Linked DNA regions of Mus musculus: regions 2, 3 and 4 are each linked to region 1. A link is a contact called in public Hi-C and promoter capture Hi-C data. All regions are on one chromosome and are shown on one strand. Each heading gives the region's core, a stretch centred on a gene start, on an enhancer-like site or on the middle of the called end of the contact. The rest is flanking DNA. Distances are from core to core; before and after follow the strand shown. Region 1 holds the start of Upf1 (UPF1 regulator of nonsense transcripts homolog (yeast)). Region 2 holds the start of Zfp866 (zinc finger protein 866). Region 3 holds the start of Pbx4 (pre B cell leukemia homeobox 4). Region 4 holds the start of Ccdc124 (coiled-coil domain containing 124).

Evidence for each region. Promoter capture Hi-C pulls out the DNA fragments that hold promoters and counts their contacts. Hi-C and Micro-C count contacts between places; a contact is called where the count stands out from the background.
Region 2: a contact with region 1 is called in a promoter capture Hi-C map of pre-B cells. The contact joins the promoter of Zfp866 here to the promoter of Upf1 in region 1. A contact is called at or near these places in 2 of 39 promoter capture datasets (liver and pre-B cells) and 1 of 9 other capture datasets (liver).
Region 3: a contact with region 1 is called in a promoter capture Hi-C map of liver, with 6 times the contacts expected there. The contact joins the promoter of Pbx4 here to the promoter of Upf1 in region 1. A contact is called at or near these places in 4 of 39 promoter capture datasets (hematopoietic stem and progenitor cells, liver, neutrophils and 1 more) and 1 of 115 datasets of contacts at active chromatin or transcription factors (pancreatic cancer cells).
Region 4: a contact with region 1 is called in a Hi-C map of CD4 T cells, with 9 times the contacts expected there. The contact joins the promoter of Ccdc124 here to the promoter of Upf1 in region 1. A contact is called at or near these places in 2 of 39 promoter capture datasets (liver and pre-B cells), 1 of 484 Hi-C or Micro-C datasets (CD4 T cells) and 1 of 115 datasets of contacts at active chromatin or transcription factors (memory CD8 T cells).

The regions. Positions count from the first base shown.
Region 1 is chr8:70,351,587-70,357,143 of GRCm38.p6, reverse strand. It overlaps Upf1 (UPF1 regulator of nonsense transcripts homolog (yeast)), which reads left to right and starts at 3,865. Exons shown (of 24, transcript NM_030680.3): 1 at 3,865-4,366. The coding sequence starts at 4,151.
Region 2 is chr8:69,771,972-69,777,570 of GRCm38.p6, reverse strand. Zfp866 (zinc finger protein 866) reads left to right here and starts at 2,660. Exons shown (of 4, transcript NM_177899.3): 1 at 2,660-2,781. The coding sequence starts at 2,779.
Region 3 is chr8:69,829,282-69,834,627 of GRCm38.p6, reverse strand. Pbx4 (pre B cell leukemia homeobox 4) reads right to left here and starts at 2,004. Exons shown (of 8, transcript NM_001024954.2): 1 at 1,777-2,004. The coding sequence starts at 1,919. Lpar2 (lysophosphatidic acid receptor 2) reads right to left here. Exons shown (of 3, transcript NM_020028.3): 3 at 3,526-5,346.
Region 4 is chr8:70,870,336-70,875,416 of GRCm38.p6, reverse strand. Ccdc124 (coiled-coil domain containing 124) reads left to right here and starts at 1,927. Exons shown (of 5, transcript NM_026964.3): 1 at 1,927-1,958.

The DNA of each region.
Region 1 (5,557 bases), core at 2,616-5,115:
GGAGATCAGAAGAAAGTATCAGGGGTTACAATTGCCACGTGGGTGGGGTGCTGGGAACCAAACCCAGGTCCTCTAGGAGAGCACCCTGTGCTCTTAACCTCTGGGCCATCCCTCCAGCCTCCTATTCTGATATTTTTTTTTTTTGAGAGAGAGGGCCTCTCATAATGTTGCACAGGCTGGGATAGTGAGAAATTTTACAGTTTTGGTTTCTTTGAAAAACACAGAAATATTATAAGACAATGTTTTGGTCACTTTAATCCCAGGTGTGGAAGATGGGGCAGCTTTGTTCCCAGTGTCCATGGCAGCTGACTATGATTTGTCCTGTGCTCTAGCAGGGGCGTGATTGTGCCAGCTGCAGAGAATTTCTGTAACTGTGTGGCTCTGGAACACTGGGGACTTTTCAGAGGGTATACAAATGTGAAAGCCCCAAGAGGGGTGGGGTGTTGGTTAGTGATTCGTTGCAGTTTGCTATGTAGTTACGCACAAAGAAGATACACAACAAGAAGAAATTAGATATCCTGATGGCAAAGATCAAAGCTGCCTGCAAGGAACTCAATAACTCCTAATCAGCAGGAAATATTCTAAACCTATTGTGGCCCCCTTTTCAATCCCTGACTTTATTTAAAGATCTCTTTCTTCCTTTCCTCTCTGTTTTTTTTTTCTTTCTTATCTAGTTTTAGGGGATTGAAATATTGGAAGAAAGAAGAACCCACAAAGTATCTACAAGCTGGTCTCAAATTTGTTCATCTGAGATGACCTTGAAATCTTGTTTATCTCCTGAGTGCTGGGGTGGGGGAGGGGGTGGGGCCAGCTGTGCACCACCACACCCAGCTTGTGAGAAGTTGGAGACAGAACACAGGGTCCTGTGCAGTCAGATAAAGAGGTGTCCTACTCAGTTACCAGCACTGTACAATAACTGAGCTCCAAGCTGAGCCCCAGTACCAGACTTTGGGCCACTTCATTATGTATCTTTCCTGTCTTGAAGTCTGAGACCCACCAAGTGGGTTCATCTTCCCATGGCCGGAGGTTACAGACCATCAGACATGAGTCAGTATATAAACTACAGGTCTGGCCATTTTTCCTTCCTAACAAAGTCTATTATTTAAAAATAAGAGAAGGAGAAGGAGAAGGAGAAGGAGGAGAAACAGAGTGGCCCCACACTTCCTCTGTGACCTTAGTTTAACAAAGCACACATTGCTGTGACACTGGGACACTATTGAGAAATCTCAGACATGCATAGCCTGAGCACAAGCCTGTGTGTACAGGACATTCGCCACAGGAGCCCTTGACTTCAGACGATGCTAGGTGTGCCTCCTCACCCTCCAGCTTGTGTGAGGCAGGGTCTGTCTCAAAAAACAAAAACAAAATTTTTTTTGGTCTTTTTTTTGTTTGTTTGTTTTTGTTTTGTTTTCTCTGTATAGCCCTGGCTGTCCTGGAACCCACTTTGTAGACCAGGCTGGCCTCAAACTCAGAAATCTGCCTGCCTCTGCCTCCCAAGTGCTGGGATTAAAGGCATGCACCACGCCCGGCTAATTCTTTTCCACCGATTTCAGTGGGACTGAGAGCACACCATGTGCCACATGCAGGATTGGAGGACTCCTGCCTGAGAAGAGGTCTTGAGCAATTACTTGTCTTGTTTAAAGATTTAATTAATTTTTTTTGGGGGGGGGTTCTAGAGACAGGGTTTCTCTGTGTAGCCCTGGCTGTTCGGAACTCACTCTGTAGACCAGGCTGGCCTCGAACTCAGAAATCCACCTGCCTCTGCTTCCCAAGTGCTGGGATTAAAGGCGAGTGCCACCACCGCCAGGCTTAATTTTTTGAGACAATGGTTCTCTTGTTTATCCTGAATCTCACTTTTTTTTTAAAAAAAAGATTTATTTATTTATTATATGTAAGTACACTGTAGCTGTCTTCAGACACTCCAGAAGAGGGCGCCAGATCTTGTTAGGGATGGTTGTGAGCCACCATGTGGTTGCTGGGAATTGAACTCAGGACCTTCAGAAGAACAGTTGGGTGCTCTTATCTGTTGAGCCATCTCACCAGCCCCGGAATCTCACTTTTTAAACCAGGCTGGTCTCGAACTCTCAAAGATCCTACTCCAAAAAGACAACTGAAGTCTGGACTCTGGTGGTTTAATCTTATATCCTGTTGACTGACCCAAGAGGTTGATGAGATGGCTCAGTGGGTAAAGGGGCTTGTCACCAAATCCGAGTTCCATTATTAGGAGAGAACCAATACCTGTAGGTTGTCTTGTGATCCCACACATGTGCTGTGCATGTACAAGTGTGCCCACACACAACTAAATAAATGTACTAAGAATTGAAAAACAACAAAGCAACAGAGAACCTTTTATTGAGCAGTGGCTACAGGCACTACTGTCCCTCTATGGAAGGTTGCAGCGAACTGGGCTAACTAATCCTTGGCCTGATGGAACATTTACTTATCTGTTTTTGTTTGTTTCATTGTGTTTTTTAGCCAAGTTCTAATATACCTCAGGCTGGCCTCAAACTTGCTATACAACTTAGGATGACCTTGAATCCTTGCTCTGTCTCCATCTCCAGAGTCCTGGGAGACTGCGCCTCTACACTCAGCATCTGTTTTTGTGTGTTTTGAGATGATGTAATGTTGGGTGTCCTGAACTTCGCTCTGTAGACAAGGCTGGCCTCAGAGTTACAGAGATCTCCCTGCCTTCGACTCCTGAGTGCTTGGATTTTAAGGAGTGTCCTTACTGGGAGATCCACCCAAGCAGAGGCAGCCACCCTCCTGGGTTTTTCCCTCGCAATAAATCTCGTGTTAGGTTTGTTGTGTGCTGTGACTTTGTTCTATTTCTTGGCTCCCAATTGCCAGGATCTTTTGGAGCACAGCTGAAACACTTTGGGGAACCACCTCCACCCCTCCCCCTGCCCAAGCAGAGCAGATACACTTCTGTGGGGGGAATGCCTTTCCCTTCAGAGCTGCAACACTTACACTTCCTCCACTGAAGAGTGGGAAGGAAACCCAGGGAGGAGTGTTTCTCTAAGTCTCGCAGCTGGCTGTGGATGCTCATCAGTTGGTAGCTTCTGCCTAGCACACAAGAGCCCTTAGTTCCGTGGTCAACATTGCATGTACACCTGTCACCCCACCACCAGGCACTTTGAGGCAGGAGGATTCCCCCGAATTCCAAACCAACCATGGTTACAGTGTGAGACCCTCAATCAAAACCAAAACAGGCCGGAGAAATGGCTCAGAGTTGTGCACCCAGCGCTTACAAGAGGAGCTCACATCCATTCATAACTAGTTCTAGGGGACCTGACCCCTTCTCAGCGATTCCCAGGCTAGCTCGGACCAGTGCGACTTGATCGCAAGACAAAAGAAGCATTTATCTTCACAGGCTTCAGGAGTGCTCGGGGTAGCAGTGACTACCATTTGGCAGAGTCCCCGCTCCCTACTCATTTATTCAATCGATGAATACTGAGAATGGCCACGAGCCAAGTGACAGACGGGGTAACTAAGGTTCAAGGAGTGCAGGTGCGTGGTCCCCGTGCCACAGGCTCCACACCCAAAACCTTCTGGAGAGAGCCTCAATCAGCACCTAACGAACATCCAGCCCTGAAGCCCGGAGGTGAGGACGTCGCATGCGCGCATGCGCACCGCTAGGCAGCAGTTGGGGCGGGGCCAAGTTCGCGAGCCCAGGTCCTTTAGGCGGTTGAAGGCCCGCCTCTTCGCGCAGGCGCACGGCGAGTTCCGCCCTCCCGCTTAGCTCCCAGTGCTCCGGTGCGGTTGGCTACTTTCCGGGAGGAACGCGCGCGCCTGCGCCGGCGTCGGACTCGCGCACGCGCATCTGTGCCGGCGTCCGGCTCGCGCACGCGCACCGCAGCGGTGGCGGCGACGGCGGTTCCTGTCCAGGGGTCTGAGAGCGGCGGTCGGCTTTGAGGCGAGCAGCGTTACGGAGGGGCGCGGCGGCGGCGGCGGCGGCGGCGGCGGCGGCGGCGGCGGCGGCAACTCAGAGCTCAGAACCGGCGGCCCGGCTCTGCTTTCGGAGGCCGACTCGGAGCCCGCCCGGCTCTCAGGGCGGCGGCAGCGGCTACTCCGGATTACGGCCTAGGCCTAGCCGAAGCCTCGGGCTCGAGTGCGGTGAGGCGCCCGCTGAAGGCGCGGCCCGGGCGGCAGGATGAGTGTGGAGGCGTACGGCCCCAGCTCGCAAACACTCACCTTCTTGGACACTGAGGAGGCCGAGCTGCTCGGCGCCGACACCCAGGGCTCCGAGTTCGAATTCACCGACTTCACCCTTCCCAGCCAGACGCAGACGCCCCCCGGCGGCCCCGGCGGCGCGGGAGGCCCGGGCGGAGCGGGCGCAGGCGGCGCGGCCGGCCAGCTCGACGCACAAGTGAGTTGAGCGGCGCATGGCGGCGCCGGAAGCCGGGCGGGCGCGGGAGCTGCGGCGCTAGATCCCAGTTAACCAGCCTTGGGCCCCTGTGAACCTGAGCCAGGTCCCAGTTAGACGGCGCTGGTCCGAGCTACCGGCTTCAGGTCCAGTTAACAAGCCTGGGTAACTGCTTCCTGCTCTGGCTCCTTAAACATTAAGTCCCTATTGGCCAGCTCCAGTTACCCACCCTGGATTCTTGTTTAAACTGCCCAGGTACCCGCCACCTGCCCTAGGTCTCTGGTACCTTATTACCAGATCTGGTTCCCGTTACTTGCCCTTTTCCCAGATCTCTGCTTCCACCCTATTCCAACTACCTCTTCCAGGTCTACCTGCCACAGTCATTGCCACCTGACTCAGGTTCCTGCTACCTGCCCTAGTCCTTGCTGCTCTGGCCCACCCAGCTACCTACCATCTTCTCTGATTCCCAGCCTCTTGTCCCAGCTACTTGCCACCTGTCCTTTTTTCCTCCACCCTGCTAGGCTGGGCAGTGACCTGCATTAGTGTCCCTCCTGTAGCGCAGGATCTGCTCGGCTCAAGGCTTAAGCCAGAGCTTCCCTCACTCCCCTCCTAGGTATGTCTAAGGTGACCTGTCCACAGTTGCTATCCTCTGGACGGACCCACATTGCCCTCCAGGGTCACCTGTTTGGCTAGTCCAACCACCCCATCTCACCCTTTTGCCACTTCATCCACCACCCCCTCCAGCCAGGGTTCAAGTTCAAGTTTGGGTTAGGGGTTCCCTGGAGCAGAGCCAGGGTTTTGTCGCCTCAAGTGGAAATAGCCCACTTTGTGGATGGAGAGGTGACTGCCGGTTTGTTTTTCCTTCTGGGTTGCCTGTTGCTGAAACCGGTGTTATGTAACTCCTAGGCTCTGCTTGGAAAAGTTGGGTTTGAATTTTGTTCCTTACCCACAATGGGTACCACATGGGTGACTGTGCCTTGGGGAGGGGCTTTTGTTTTGAATGATAGGCTGCCGATGTAGGCATTTCAGGTTGGGCCAGGGCCAGGCCCCCTCTGCCTCCCCATCAAATGCTCTCCCTCTCTATGGCTGGCTTGGTGTCAGGCACCTCTTGGCTTTGTTTTCCTGTATTCTCTCGGGGAGGGGGGGGAGCTGCAGGCTAGAGCCACAGGTGTTCTTGTAGTCCATCTGTACTTA
Region 2 (5,599 bases), core at 1,411-3,910, 580 kb after region 1:
TGAGCCTGAGAGTTAAAAAACATTATATTCTGGACCTACATGCTGTAGGGTTAGCGGGGTCTCATGTCTTCTCTGATATAGGGCTTGGCCACGCAGGGAGGCAGGACACAGGAAGTTTGACTGTGCTTACCCCACGCCATTGCTGGGCAGGTGTCAGGCTGTAGGGAAGCCTCCGAACACCACTCTGGGGTTGGGGAAGCGCAGTCTGAAGTCCAGGGAGCTGGCTTGGGAGGCCGGGACTATCTGCTTCTCAGGCTCTCGGACCCCAGGTGCTGCTGGGAGCTTGGAAGAGCTGAGAACAGAGTGGGGGCCCATGGGCTGGATCTAGCCGGGGCCAAGGGGGAAAGAAAGAAGCTTCGGCTGGTTAGGGTGGGGGGGGCGGGGGGGGCGGGGGGGGGATAGGTACTTGGCTTGTTGGCGGTGGTGGTTTAGTCTTGGTGGTGGCTGGGAGTGCGGAGAGGCCTTCCACTGGAGAGTAGATGGCAGCTCTTTAGGTGAAAGCTTCTCCATTGCTCCCCACGGCAGATCCTGATGAAAAGAGGCAGTCCATGGTTTTAGGGCATTTATTGTCATAGCACAAAGTGGATGAGTAAAACCATACCCCACTTCTCAGGGCAGGCCTGGGGTTAAATACCTTTTGCAGGAGGGGTGTCTGGGAAGGGGAGTATCTGAAGACAGCAACAATGTACTCATATAAACATTAAAAAAAAAAAAAAGACAACAAGCATGGATTCACTTTTGTCAGCCAAACATAATTCAAAAGTTCCCAGACTAACTAAAGCCAAGAGGTTATAGAGACACGAGAGGCAGAGACCAGTGGTTTCCTGTGAGTTGGAGGCCAGCCTTGGGTACAGAGTGAGATCCTCTCTAAAAAATATGAAGAGGTTATAGAGAGCTGGTTCTCATGGATGGTTAGCTGGCGCTAACACGGAGTTTTAACTTTGGCTCCTAGGTATATTCTCTTTATTATATCTTGTCTTAGGAATAGTTATAATTCAGAGATATTTGAGATCTTAAACAGGGAGAATCGGAACCTTCATAGGAGGAGAAAAGATATTCTATAATGATAATTTAAAAACATTTTTTTTATTTACATGTATGGGTAATTCAGTATGCATGAGCCATGAAGGCGCTCAGAAGAAGGAATTTCATCCCCTGGAGCTGGATTTACAGGAAGTTAAGAGCCAACGGGTGTGTGTGTGTGTGTGTGTGTGTGTGTGTGTGTGTGTGTGTGTGTAAACCAAACAAGTTCTCTACAAGAGCAGAAGGTACAGAGAGTGCTCCCATCCCCTCACCTCCTTCCCTCTTTTCAGTCGGTCCTTGATTGTGGTCTAGGTAATGATACTGCCCACTTTTAGGAAGAGCCTTCCTATCTCAACTACCCTATTTAGAAACACCCTTACATACATGCTGGAGGGTTGCTCCTATCACTTTGACAATCAAGACTAATCATTACACGACTGAACACCACTCACTGATCTGTTCATTGACTCCATTAGCTTTGCTGGGTTTTTCCTTCTTATTGTTTCTACTGCCAGTACTCCCCCACTTCTTCTTTAGTAAAAATGGGTGAACGCCTTTTTCCCAGCACCCGTGAAGCATAGGCAGGTAGACCTCTGTGTTTGAGATTAGCCTGGTCTACAGAGTGAGTTCTAGGATAGCCAGGGCTATACAGAGAAACCCTGTCTTGGAAAAAAACAAAAAAACAAAAAACAAAAACAAAAACACCAGGATAGCTAGGGCTACACAGAGAAACTCTAACTCAAAAAACCAAAAATTAAATAATAAAATGTTCTGATGATTTAGTGGCTATGTACGTGTGTGTGTGTCTGTGTATATTTATGTGTGTGTGAAGAACACACTTGTGGAGGCCAGAGGACAACTTTCCTGAGTTGGTCTTCTTCTACTATGTTCATGCTTAACCTACTAAGTCATTTCCTTGACCCACGTCTTCAATTTTCTTTTTCTTTTTCTTTTTGCTTTTGTTTAAATTAGAATGTCTGTAGAGGCCTGGAGAGGAGAAACGGGGGTGAGATGGAAGGATAGAGAGGTTTTTGGTTTTTGTTTGTTTGTTTGTTTTGGTTTTTTCAAGACAGGGTTTCTGGTGTAGCCTTGGCTGTCCTCACTCTGTAGACCACTCTGGCCTCGAACTCAGGAATCTGCCTGCCTCTGCCTCCCAAGTGCTGGAATTAAAGGTGTGTGCCACCACTGCCTGCACTGCCCGGCTGGATAGAGATCTTAACTGGAAGAACACACATGCTATGAAAATAGAGGAAATGAATACTTGTGTTAATGTGCAACCTGGGACAGATGTATAAACCATAGATGTTCCTTACTCAAATTCCTGATGCCTGGAGAACATCATGTCCAGTTATAATTTGACCTTCTAATTAAAACTGACCTGAGCACCTTTCTAATTGTGAGGCAGCAGGATTGCTGCAATGAGCACTCGGTGTGCACAGTGACGACTTGGTGATGGAGTACTGCTTTACCAGGGAGAAGCTAGTTCTGCTTAGAAGCAAGGAGGGCGGGGCTATGGCTGTCATTTGAATCCCACACTTCGGCTTTGGAAGCTAGTGTCACTCAGGCTTTGGTAGCCAATCAGGTTCTAGAACCGTGCCGTCTAATCAGGACTACTGGAGAGCGGCAAGAGGCGGGTTCTTCACGGCCGCCATATTGTGGCTCGGCTCTGCGGCACAGGGAGGTGCGGTGTGTTGTGCTGTGAGCGCTGCTGCCGGGACCAGTGAGGAGAGCGCGGGCGAGTTCGGAAGCCGCGCCATGGTGAGCAAGGGCCGCTGTCCCTGCCCGCTGTGGTGGATCCTCCCCGAGGCTGGGGCGGGGCGGCAGCGGCATTCAGTGCTGTGTGGCGCTGGGCCCTGTGTCCTCTTCGCCGTGGTCCGCGCCTGCGCAGAGCGCGGAGCCTCCCTGCGGAGGCTCCGCCTCGCGCAGGAAAGAGTCGGTGCTCTGTCTGGGGCAGGCGTTTTATACAGTCCTGCTTTGGGTATCTCATCAGAAGGTTGTAAAACAATAGGTCATCTAGTTTCTGCTACTTTCTAGAAGTTCTGAATTTTCATGTAACATTTAGGTCAAAGCAATCAACTTGAGTTAATACTGTGAATTTTAAACTTTAAAAAAATTATTATTTTTTGTGCATTGGTATTTTGCCAAAATGTATGTATGTCTTTGTGAGGATGTCAGATCCTCTGGAACTGTTGTTGAGCTGCCATGTTGGTACTAGGAATTGAACTCAGGTCCTCTGGAAGAGCAGCCGGTTTTCCCAACCATTAAACCATCTCTCCAGCCCCAACATTGTGAAACTCTATTTAATTTCTTGTCTATAGACATCGGTTCTGCTAATAACCTTTTGCTATTCTGCCCTTTGTTGAGTTTCCTTTGCTACTTTGTCAAAAAAAGGTACACACACACACACACCCCATATATATATGTGTGTGTATATAACATGTGTATATATAATATCTATAACTATATATATACACTTTAAGTCTGTGTGCTGTTTCTTTGGAATTGTGTGGACCATTTTCGTTTTTTTCCACTCTCCACATAAACTTGAGAATCAGTTTCTTAATTTTTCATAAGTTGTTAGGATTTATATTGTGATTATTTAAATCTTAGTGCAGATTGAGGAAACATGACGTTCAGTTCTGAAGCTTCCTATCGCCATATTTATGGGGTATCACTATTTTGTGTTTGCTTTTTGTTTGGTTGGGGTTTTGTTGTTGTCTTTTTTGCTTATTTTGTTTTTTGTTAGGTCTGCTTTGGCCTAAAACTCACTCTGTAGAGGCTGGCCTTGAAATCATAGCCATACACCTGCTTCTCTCTGCCTTCCATGTGCCAAGATTCAAGGCATTGTCTCCCACTGCCCTGCATGGTTTTGTTTTGTTTTGTTTTTTGTTGTTAAAAATTATAGTTCTTGCTGGGTTGGTTGGTCAGTCTACTTTTAACCCAGCACTTGGGAGGAAGAGGTTGGCAGATTGAGGCTAGCCTGGTTTACATAGCTGCAGAGTTCCAGGTTAGCCAGGGTTACATCATGAGACCCTGTCAAAAAGATGAGGTGGATGGTCTGTAATGATGGTTCAGTGCTTAAGAGGGTATTGCTCTTGTAAAGACTCCAGTTTGATTTCCAGCATCCACCTCTGTGACTCACAACTGCCTATAACTCCAGTACCAGAGCATCCCATCTCCACTTCTGGCCTCTGAGGGCACCTCCTTCAAATGCACGAACCCCTACACACACACACACTCTTAAAACTTTAAAAGTGGCTTAGCAGTGAAAAGCCCTGGTTGTTTTTTGCAGAGGATGCTGCCTGATTCAGTTCCCAGTGCTCAGGTGGCCATTTACAACCTCCTGTAACTAGTCTCCAGGCCTCCTCTGATCTCCACAGGCACCGCATATGTGCTGGCAAAACACTGATCTTCATAAAAAAGTGTGAAAAAAACAAAGTAAGGCCCCTTGGCATTCTCTCACTCAAAGAGGCCCATTGCCTTTCTTGGAAATGTCTATAATTTGTATCTCCTCTTTGCTCCTAATAAAACTTTTTGAAAGTTTTAAAACAGTTAAAATCTTTTTAAAAAAATTGTAGTTCTTACCTAGAGGACTTTATTGAATTGGTATATATTTCATTGTCTCTTCTTACCTGCATTGCCATACTGGGTATTGTTATCCAGCTGCTCACTGTTGGCTTACAGGACGCTGATGGATATTATACTCATCTTTAAACATTTTGATAATTTGTTAAGAGTTACTGGTTATAATCTTGTTGGTTCAATGAGTTTTGTTGATTCTTGGAATTTATTTTGAGGAAACAGTTTATTTTTTTCTTTTCAATGCTAATAGCATCCTTAATCCCCTTTCTTGCTGTGTGTGTGTGTGTATGAGAGAAAGAGCGGGAGAGAGAGGGCAAGAGAAAAGAAACTCATTCTAAGCCACACCATGGTGGTGCATGCCTTTATTCCCACTACCAGTAAAGGAAGACAAATCTCTGGGCTCGAAGCTAGCCTGGTCTATAGGTCTAGTTCCAAGACAGCCATCGCTACACAGAGAAACCTTGTCTTAAAACCAAACCAAACATCCCTTCCCCCCTTTTTTATGTTCTGTGTTTTACAAAGTCTTGCTATGTAGCTTTGGGTGGCCTAGAACTTGCTATGTAGATGAGGCTAGCCTCAAACTCAGAGATCTGTCAGTGATTGCCTTCATAGTGCTAGGATTAAAGGTCTCTGGCAGCATGTTCTGCTTATCCATTCTCCTATTATGTAGCTCTGGCTGTCCTGGAACTCTGTAGACCAGTCTGACCTTGAATTCACAGAGATCTGCCTGTCCGTGTCTTCAGAGTGCTAGGATCAAAAGCATGCTCCACCACTCCTGGCCCTCAACCCAATCATTTTTAAAAGATTTATTTTACTTCATGTGCATGAGTGTTTTGCCTCCATATAAGCGTACTGTAAGTGCACTGTGTCTGTAGCTGGTGCCTGTGGAGACCAGAAGGGCACACTAGATCTCACGCAACAAGTTACTGTTGATTGTAGGCTGCCATGTGGGTCCCAGAACTCAAACAGGGTCCTGCAAGAGCAGCAAGTGCTC
Region 3 (5,346 bases), core at 755-3,254, 520 kb after region 1:
CAGGGCAAGGTAAGGCCGGGCAGTGGTGGCGCATGCCTTTAATCCTAGTAATTGGGAGACAGAGAGAGGCAGGTAGATTTCTGAGTTCGAGGCCAGCCTGGTTTCAGGAGTTCCAGGACAGCCAGGGCTACACAGAGAGACCCTGTCTTGAAAAAACCCACAACAATGGAGGCAGGGTGTGGGCACCAAACAACAGCTCCTGAGGTAGCCTTTGGGGACCTGTGCAAGAACGGACTCCTGGCTTCTTCCCCTTCTACATCTCTGGAGCAGCAATTCTGCAGCCACTCCAAGTCTATGGAACCCAAGGCAGGGAAATAACCCAAATCCCAACTTGACCTCATGAACCAGAGTGGAAGGGAAGAACTGACTTTCTCAGGGCTTCTGAGACTTCATATACATGCTTCAGTCCATAAATAAATGTAAATGCAAAAGCCAGAGCATGATCGAGGAAGACCGCTGATAGTGACCTCTTACCTCAATACACACATGCGCGATGTGGACCAGCATGCACACGTGCACATACACACAAAGCCACATCATCACACACATATATGAAAGAAATGCTTTAAAATGGGTCCCTGAGTGCTGGCCTAGCATGCACAAAGCCCTGTGTTCAGCCTGAGCATCACACGAGCTGGGTGTGCTGGTACATGCACTCAGGGAGGCTGAGGCAGGAGATCATCCTGGACTGTATGTGTTGTATGGAGAGTTTCAGGCTAGCCTGGGAAACATGAGGTCCTCTCCCAAACAAACAGACAAATAAATATAAAGAAAAGGAATCCTTGGGATGTGGTTAGTGGGTGGCGGATGACTCTCACCCCAGCACTCTGAAGGTAAAGACTGCATGATCAGGAGTTCAAGGTTATCTTTTGTTTGTTTGTTTGTTTGTTTGAGTCTCTGGATGGTTCTAGCCAGGGTTTCTCTGTGTAGCCCTGGCTGTCCTGGAACTCGCTTTGCAGACTAGGCTGGCCTCGAACTCAAAGATCCTTCCAAGGTTATCTTTTAATAAGTTTGAGGGATGGAGAGAGGGCTCAGTGGTTAAGAGCACTGACTGCTCTTCCAGAGATCCTGAGTTCAATTCCCAGCAACCACTTGGTGGCTCACAGTCATCTGTAATGGGATCTGATGCCCTCTTCTGGTGTGTCTGAAGACAGCTACAGTGTACTCATATACATAAAATAACTGACTCTTTAAAAAAAATGATGAGTTTGAAGCAAGCCTGGTGATAAAAGCTCCTGCCAGGTTGGGGGTGGGTACACTGGAGAGAGAGCTTAGTGGTTTAGTGTACTCGCTACACTCCCAAAGAACTGGAGATCTCTACTCACATGTCGGGAGCACACACACATACACACAAAGAGAAAATAAAAACTATAAAAAGACGGGTGCCCTCTATGTCCACCCAGCTCCCCATATCCGTTCCTGAAAGTTCTCAACGGATCCTGTATCAGATCATTCTAGTACAGGCTCTTCAGTAGCTTCTCTTCCACTGTGTGACTTGCAAACTTGCGGTCTTTGCCCTACCCCAACCCTACGCGTCCGCCAATAATAGATCACTTAACCCTTCCAATGTCTCCTGTTCCCAGGGCCGGGCTTTTACCTCCATAACTCTGATACCCTCTTTCCTCACGAAGTCACCCTTTAGTCCAGGACAAATTCTTGTATCCTTCATTCCCTCTGGCCCAAGATCACTCCGCCTGTCCATCACTCCAAGCTCAGCTGCACCTGTCCCATCCTCATCCCGCCTCCGCCCCTTCCCTTCCTGCCCGGGAGCCGCACCTGGCCTGAGCCTCGTCCAGGCTCTGGTCGGTGATGGCCATGATCTGCTGCAGGACGTCGCTCGTGTCATGGCCTAGTGGAGCTGTGGTCGGCAGGCGGCGCGGGGCGGGCTGTGGCGGCACGGGACGCAGAGGGGCGGCCATGGGCTACAGTCCCGAGCGAGCGCAGAGGGACAGGTCCCGCCGGGCTCTCGCGCTTGCGCAGCAGCCAACCGCCGCAGACCCAGGGACCACGCCTCCTTCAAGTCCACTAGCCAATAAAACGCCCTTTTCATCTATCTTCGCCGTGCATCACCCTCTCCTTCGCGATGCGCCCCAAACAGCTTCTCAACGGCTGCTGAGGGTTGAGGGTTGTCTAGGAAACAGGAATTCTCTTCTGATCCTCCCACCCCTCAGGACACGCCCCCTGTGGGCGCCGTCACCAATCAGCACCATGCACTGTTCCCCCTCCTCAGCGACTAGCTAGAAACTTCCTTTCTCAACTGCCAGTAAGAAAGGAACCCCATGGTTGGGGTTGCCATGGTAACGACTACCGCCTGCATTTGCTTAAGTCTGGTGCACTTTATGGCTACCTTCCCCATCATAGGCCCTCGTCCCTTGCTTACTCCAGTGCCTCTGCCTTCTCTTTAGTCCTGGATCTGTTTAGGTTATCACTTCTTCACAGGGCCCGGGTTCTTTACAGTCATTCACATCTGAGTTTACTTCCTCAGAGGCTTGCATCCTCACTGTTTGCTCCCCATCTTCATATTTTTCAAAAATTTCAAAAATTTGTGGGTGGGCAAGGCGACACATGCCTTTAATCCCAACACCAGGGAGATGGATCTCTGTGAGCTCTAGGCTAGCCTAGGCTACATAGTTTCCAGACAGCCAGGGCTATACAGAGAGACCTTGTTTCAAAAATAACTTGAGACAGAGTCTCTTATTGCCCATGCTGTCCTCAAGTTTGTTATGTAATGAAGGTTGCCCGAGTTTGCTATGATTGGAGCATGATCTCGAACTTTCTTCTACCTCTAACTCCTAAGTGCTGGGATGAGTGCTGTGTGCCACAGGGCCCTGTTTGTGTGGTGAAGAGGATGGAATTCAGGGCAGCAAGCATACCAGACAAAACCCTACCAACCTAACTATATCTGTACCCTAAATTTTCAGCGTCTTGAGTCAGTGCCTCATATAGTTCAAACTGATATCAAATTCACTGGTAACTGAGAGTGCCTTCCCCTCTCCTCACTGCCCTGGCTACTTCCTCAGAACTGTGGGTCTTCCTCCTCATAGCTCCCCACAGCTCCTCAGAATTCCCACTCCCCAGTCCTGCCTCTTCCTCAAGGCCTCTCACACCTGAGTCCCAGGCTCCGCAAAATTTCTGGTCCTTTTCACAGTCCCTCCCACCCCCCGCCCTGGGGTTCTCCCAGCAGCCCTCAGGGTCCTCCACTCTATGACTCCTCAGAATTCTTCTGGGCTGGTGAGATGGCTCAGTGGGTAAGAGCACCCGACTGCTCTTCTGAAGGTCCAGAGTTCAAATCCCAGCAACCACATGGTGGCTCACAACCATCTGTAACATGATCTGACTCCCTCTTCTGGTGTGTCTGAAGACAGCTACAGTGTACTTACATATAATAATAAATAAATCTAAAAAAAAAAAAAAAAAAGAATTCTTCTGACCTCAAGAGCATCAATGTCTGCAATATTTGACTTTTTCTGGGGAACTGCTCTGGGATAAGAAGTTAACCTGACCAAAGAAACAACTTCACTCAAGTCCAGTTTTGTGAACCAGGGACTTTATTGAGGTTCCTCCCCAATGCATGGGCAGCTCCAGCAGAAATGTATCATCTTCCCTCCCCCACCTTCATTATGGGTCTATAATCTTTATTGAGGAGAGTGGTCCTATGCATATGTCCTGTATTTGTACAAAAACATATTAGTGGTCCAAACTTGTGAGGTCATGCATGAATGAACGCAGTTCTTGATTCAACATGGCAATGACCATATCCAGCCTGGAGGGGTATGACTGTTTCCCATAAGTCCTGGGCCCCTCGAGCATAGTCTCCTTTGGCTGGTCACCAGAATCCTGTTATAACCGTATGGACCTTCCATGCTTACCCCAACTCTGAATAAAGATACAGAGACATGTTTATTTATAAATGCCTAGGCCTTATAGCTAGGCTTGTTCCCAACTAGCTCGTACAACTTCTACTAACACATTTATATTATTCCATGTCTGCCTCATGGCTTGTGACCTCTCGGTCTCTAGTACTGGAGCCTGCTTCTTCCTCCATGTTGGGCTTCTAGAGCCTGACTCCTTCAGAGTTCAATCTCTCCCTGCAAGTCCGGAGCTGGCAGTCTCCGGCTTCACTATAGGCCAACAGCTTTTTATTAAAACCAGTCAGAAGGGGAGAGAGGGGTGTTAACAAAACCAGCATCTGGGTAATAGGAAGACATGCTTTATACAGTGCACAAAAAGGTTATCCCTCCACCGTGCCTTTCCCTAAACCTTTCTGTTTCCCTTTTACCAGGCTTGGGGGGGGTGGGGGGACAGATGAAAAGTGTAGATTTGTGTAGATGGCAGGAAGGAAGCTAGAATCCAGTACCTTTCTCCACTGGAGAAGTTAACTCTATTGTTTTATCAAGATCCAACGTGGGAGTGACCTCAACCTGTTTGTTCTTTTAAAATTTTGTCATTGTGTGTATGTGTGTGCGTGCATGCACACACACAATGTGTTTACACACCACAGCACAAGTGTGATGTGTTTGTACATCATAGCCCAAGTGTGGAGGTCAGAGAACAACTTTCAGGACTTGGGTCTCTACTACCATGAGTCCAGGGATTGAACTCTTGTTGCCAGGCTTGGCAGGAAGCGCTTCTCCCTGCTGAGTTCCTTAGATCCAGTCCTTCCTTCCAACCCCAGCATTCCAGGTCTAGCAAATGCTAGCACATGGCTAAAGAATGAAGACTTTGCCGAATATCAATGCTCAGGTGTACCCCAAGACAGAGAACTCTCACAGGCCTTTTGTCTCTCTTGTTTGTGAGTCCTAAAAAGGGACACACACACACACACACACACACAAATCCCTCTCTAGAGATACAGAGCCTCCCTGAATGTTTGCTCAGAGACAGAATTCAGGTGAAGGCTTGGTGAAGGGTCAGTGTGACTGCGAAGTCAAGTCATCTGCCTTTTGTTCTTACTGAAGAGGAAACTCAAGCAGCATGTGTGTATGGGGGCGACGGGGCATGGGGAAGATGGAGACTTCCGGGGGTGCCTGGCAAGAAATTCAAATGTGTAAGCACAAGGAAAACCCTAGGCTTGGCCCCAGCCACAGGAAGTAATAGAAGCCTTTAAGGTGGGCCCAGAGTGTACAAAAGGTCAGACAGTGGCCCAGCACTGCACAGGCCTGATCTGGGGGAGGGAGAAGACTGTAAGTTCCAATGGTCTAAAAGAGACAAAAGCTTGATGTCACACAGCAGAGAAGTCAAGGAAAAGCCAGGCTAGGGCAATGGCTCAGTACTTTTTAAAGCGCTTGCTACTCAAGTTTGAAGACCAGAATTCAGAACCTCAGAAATCCACATAAAAGTGGGGAC
Region 4 (5,081 bases), core at 678-3,177, 520 kb before region 1:
TCACAGAGACAAGTCTTCCTTCTGTCACTCAGGGAAGCAGACAGCATTTTTCATAGTTCTTTTTTTTTCTCACACTTTTCAGTTTTCTGTTTGTTTGTTTGTTTGTTTAAATAAGGTCTCTCTATATAGCCTTGACTAGCCCAGAACTCACAGAGCTCCTCCTGGCTCTGCCTACCAAGTGCTGGAATCAAAGGTGTGTGCTTCCTACCATGTGCCCGGCATTCTGGGTTTTGTTTGTTTGTTTGTTTGGCTGATTTTTTGATTCAGGGTCTCCTGTAGCTGTGTCCTGGTGACAGGTGGATGCCACTAGGTCCAGCTTATGGCCTTTGTCTACCCACTGAGCCACAAGCTCTCTACCAACTAAGCTACAAGCACTCTTAGTCCCAGCACCTGCTTTTAAAAGATGCATCTTACTTTGTAGCCCAGGCTGTCTCAGACTCATGATATTCTCCTGCCTCAGCCCCACCACACCCACCCAGTGCTACCACACCAGGTACTGTTCAGCTAATTTTTTCCTGTGATCCTCATACAATTGGAACCTATTCATAGCAACAGAAGTACTGTGTGCTGGGCTCAACAGGAGGCCATCCTCCTCTGGGGTCCGTGCAGTCACTGCAGAGGCTGATCACCTGCAAAAGGCCCAAGAAAGCCAACATTAGCAGTCCACAAACTGAAACACCACGCCGAGAGTTGTGTGCCTTTCCTTTTGTGCTTCTCAAAGTCCACCACACGGACGGGGAGCCAGCTCCGGCTGCTGTTAGGGTGAGGATGGGGCAGCGCCTCTTCCCGCAAAGCCATCTTTCCTGCTCTGCATTCCCGCTCACAGTAATAGACTCCTCGAACTGAACCTTCTGCTTTCTTTCCTACAGGGCCATGCCTGCCATTCCAGCGCCTGGGACAATGAGGCAGGGGGACCAGTTCAGGGTCATTCACGGCTCCAGAAACTCCAAGGATGACCGGATGTGGCAGTAACTGTGTCAGAGATGCACAAAATCCTAAGTATTGCAGACTAAGATGAAGTTAATCGTCAATGAAGCAACAGAAGCATCAAAAAAGAACTAGGGGAGGGGGGAGTAAAGAAAAGCAAAAGATTAAGCAGTGCCAGTCGGCTTCAGCAACAAGGCGGGGGCTGACTCGGGCAGCAGCGGACGCCGAGCAGCTGGGATCTCTCTGTGTAGCCCTGGCTGTCCTGGAACTCACTCTCTGTAGACCAGGTTGGCCTCGAACTCAGAAATCCGCCTGCCTCTGCTTCCCGAGTGCTGGGATTAAAGGCGTGCGCCACCACCGCCCCGCGCCGGCTTGTGATTTATTTAGCAATTCAGTTATGTTCAATTATTTTTGAGATAGTGTCACTTTCGGCCTAGGTCTGCAGTCAGTCCTTCTGCTTCGGGCCCCATAGTGCTGGAATGAATGACACCATGACGGCCATGTCGGTTGCATTTAGTCTAATCCAACTTCTACTCCGTCTGACCCTCAGTTTCCCGACTCAGACAGGGCAAGGGATGTCTTCTCACTTTTGCCCTGAGTTGGAGGAGCCATTGGCCTGACAAAGAGCCCAGAGCAGCCAGGCCCGCACCCCGGGTGGGCCACTGACGCCCCCTGGTGGCACAGCAACCACATCCCGGCCGTCGCCACAGGGCTGGGGCCGGCCTCCCCATCTTTTCTCCGGGCAGCGGCCATCTTGGTGAGGTCACCGTTATGGAGTTTAGCGTTTATCTTCCGTTTTTGTTCACCAATATCTGAGATGGGCCGATAACGTGTTATTCTTGAAAACATTTTGCTTGGAAAGAAGGAGAGCTGGCAACACTGGTTTAGTATTTTGGCTCAGAGAAAAACTCCTACAGACTCTACCAAGATGGCGGCATTCGAGAACGTCATGAGTAGAGCGCCACCGAAAGTTGAGTACGCAGGCGCGGCGACGTCATTGACACGCGACCGAGCCGGTGCCGGGGGAAGAGGTAGGAACGGCTGTGGCGCGGGCGGAGCCGGGTTGCGGGGCACGCTGGGCGGGCGCGGCTCGGCCTGGGGGTCCTGCCGGCGGGAAGGCGGAACTGGAGATGGGGTGCCCGGTGGTGGGTGCTCCCAGCGCGCAGGCGCAGAAGCTCGCGGGGAGTTCAGCCAGTTTCCGGCCCAGGTCGAGCCGGGAGGGCTTCCTGGAGGAGGAGGAGTAGGAGTTTTCTGTCACTTTCCTCCTGCCGCGCGGCCTGGCAGTCATGGGGAACCACGTAGGCACTTTTCGAAGGGGATTATTTAGAGTCCTGGGCTCATTTTGTAGTCTAGGCTGCCTCGAACTCAGTGTAATTCTCCTACTTCAGCATTGCTAAGTGCTGGAATCACAGGCGTGGGCCCACGATGCCCGGCCTCGGACCCTAGGTAGGTCCGGAAACTGAGGTGGTGGTGCGGATCTGATCAGGTCCCTAGTGAGGAGGGTCCTTTGCTGTCCGTGCTCGCGGACTCCTTAATGCCCCCAACTTGCTGATGACGATGGTTTGTTAAATGACATATATACAGTAGACATTCAGTCAGGAAGATTCTGAGTTCCAGGATAGCCTGGGCAAGATACCGAGGCTCTTTCTGGATACAAATGACTCCGGATACCCACTCCACACCCACACACCCACAACGCCACCACCAAATGCCTTAAAGAGAAATTTCCGGTCTGGGAACGTCAGGAGCTCTTGGTCGGCCTTCTCTGGTGCTACACCTGAACTGGTTTCTTTCTTTCTTTCTTTCTTTCTTTCTTTCTTTCTTCCTTTCTTTCTTTCTTTCTTTCTTTCTTTCTTTCTTTCTTTCTTTCTTTCTTTCTTTCTTTCTTTCTTTCTTTCTTTCTTTCTTTCTTTCTTTCTTTCTTTCTTTCTTTCTTTCTTTCTTTCAAGATTTATTTATTATATGTGTGTACACTGTAGCTGTCTTCAGACACTCCAGAAGAGGGCATCAGATTTTTGTTACGGATGGTTGTGAGCCACCATGTGGTTGCTGGGATTTGAACTCAGGACCTTTGGAAGAGCAGTCAGTGCTCTTAACCACTGAGCCATCTCACCAGCACCCTGGTTTGTTTCTTGAGGGATGCTCTGTATGGCCTAGGCTGGCCTGGAGCTTAGAGGTATCCACCTGTCCCAGCGTGGCAGCCATGCCTCTAGTCCCAGCCAGCCTTGCCCTGAAGTTTCAGCAGGAGTTTATTGGGTTAGAAGAGAAACATGAGCCCAGCATAATGCTGCATGCCTGTCATCCTGCTGAGGCAGGAGGATGGAAAGTTTCAGGCTGGGTGTGAGGTCCTGAGGGCAGGGCTGGTGGGTGTATTTGAAGGCTCAAACGAGGCAGGTGTGCCTCTCACAGGGAAGACCTAGTGAGGAGCTTGGGAGTCAGGGACTGTTTGGGGTCCAGCTGGGGTGCCTACCCCATGATACGGGGTCAGAATTCACAGCATCCCTATGAGAAAACTGAGGCCAACAGGAGCGCCTTGACCACAGGGACCCAAGTTGCCACGGTCCTCCTTGCGCTTTGTCTGATGGCCCATTTGAGGCCAGACAGTGCTTAGGAGCCAGTCAGGGCCCTCACCCTTCATGAACTGGCCTCATAGCCTGCTCTCATGATCCCTGCCCACATGGTGTTCACACCCAGCAGTGCCCACGGGAGCTGAATGGGACTTTGTAAGCCAGATAGGAGTGTGTCCCCAGCCCTGCCCCCTCCTCTTTCCTACCCCTCACTCACCCACCAGAGCTTCCATGGACCCCAATGAACACACAGCCTCATTCCTGCCACTGGACCTTTGCATGCTCTGAGCTGTCTGTGGGGAGTGTCTCCTGATAGGATGCACAGGGTCTCCTGTAGAGGGAACAGAGGGCCTGAGGGTGGGAATTCCCTGGTGGTCCCCGGCCACTCAGAACTGTCTCCCTCACTCTGAAGCACTGGGCGGGAGCTCGGTGCATAAGTCTGAGGCCCAGTGGGCTGCAGCCCTTGAGCCAGTGCATGCTGGGTGTGGTTCTTTCTTTGTGTAGCTAAGATGGCCTGAAACTTCTGGTCCCCATGCCTCAGCCTCCCAGGGACACACCACCACACCTGACAGGAACAGGGGTGCTCCCCTCACCTGAAGGCCAGACTCCTCAGTTTGGTCACTTACCCTGGGGATGCCTGAGCACCCCACAGTTGAGGTTCTGGGGGCCTACCGTGGAGTCAGTCTACTACAATGTCTCTTCCAGGCACATTGGCTGTGTGTCCTTTCATCTGGTGGGGTCCAGTGTAGGCTCACAGGCCACAGAGTGTCCCCCATCTACACAGTCTAAAATAGGACACCCCAACAGCCATCACCCACCTTGCAGGGTTCCAGTACACTGTGACTTGTAAAAGCCCATACCTTGGTGGACGGTTAGATATGCTCCATACAACATATGCCACCAGAGGCTCTGACACGACACAAAACCCAGTGCTGAGTGACAGCAGCCAGACAGAATTCCACATGGTGAATAGTCTGTTAACCGGAAATACCTCCAGGGACAGGCAGAGGGGAAGTAGCTCAGGAGCTGGAGCAAGGAACGGAAGTGACAGCTGATAGGATTGGAGTCTTCTGGAGTACGCAGTGTTGGTCTTTGCACAACGTTGTAATTATAGTTTTAAAAAAATTATTTCAGTAGGCTGGAGAGATGGCTCAGTGGTTAAGAGCACAAGGTCCTGAGTTCAGTTCCCATCAACCACATGGTGGCTCACAACCATCTGCAATGGCACCCGGTGCCCTCTTCTGGTGTGTCTGAGAAGAGCGACAGTGTACTCACATACATAAAATAAATAAATCTTTTAAAATTAATTATTTTTTCAAGACACCCTGGCTATCCTGGAACTTACTCTGTAGACCAGGCTGGTCTTGAACTCAGAAACCCGCCTGCCTCTGCCTCCCAATGCTGGGATTAAAGGCGTGTGCCACCACCGCCCAGCAATAAATCTTTTTTAAAAAATTGTTCAAAAGCCTCAGAAGAAACACAACAGTAGAGCCCCTTCCTAGAATCACCAGGGAGGGGTGAGGACATGGCTCAGGGCTAGAGCCCCTGTCCTCCAGTGTGGAGGTTCAGGTGGAGCTCCCTCCGCCC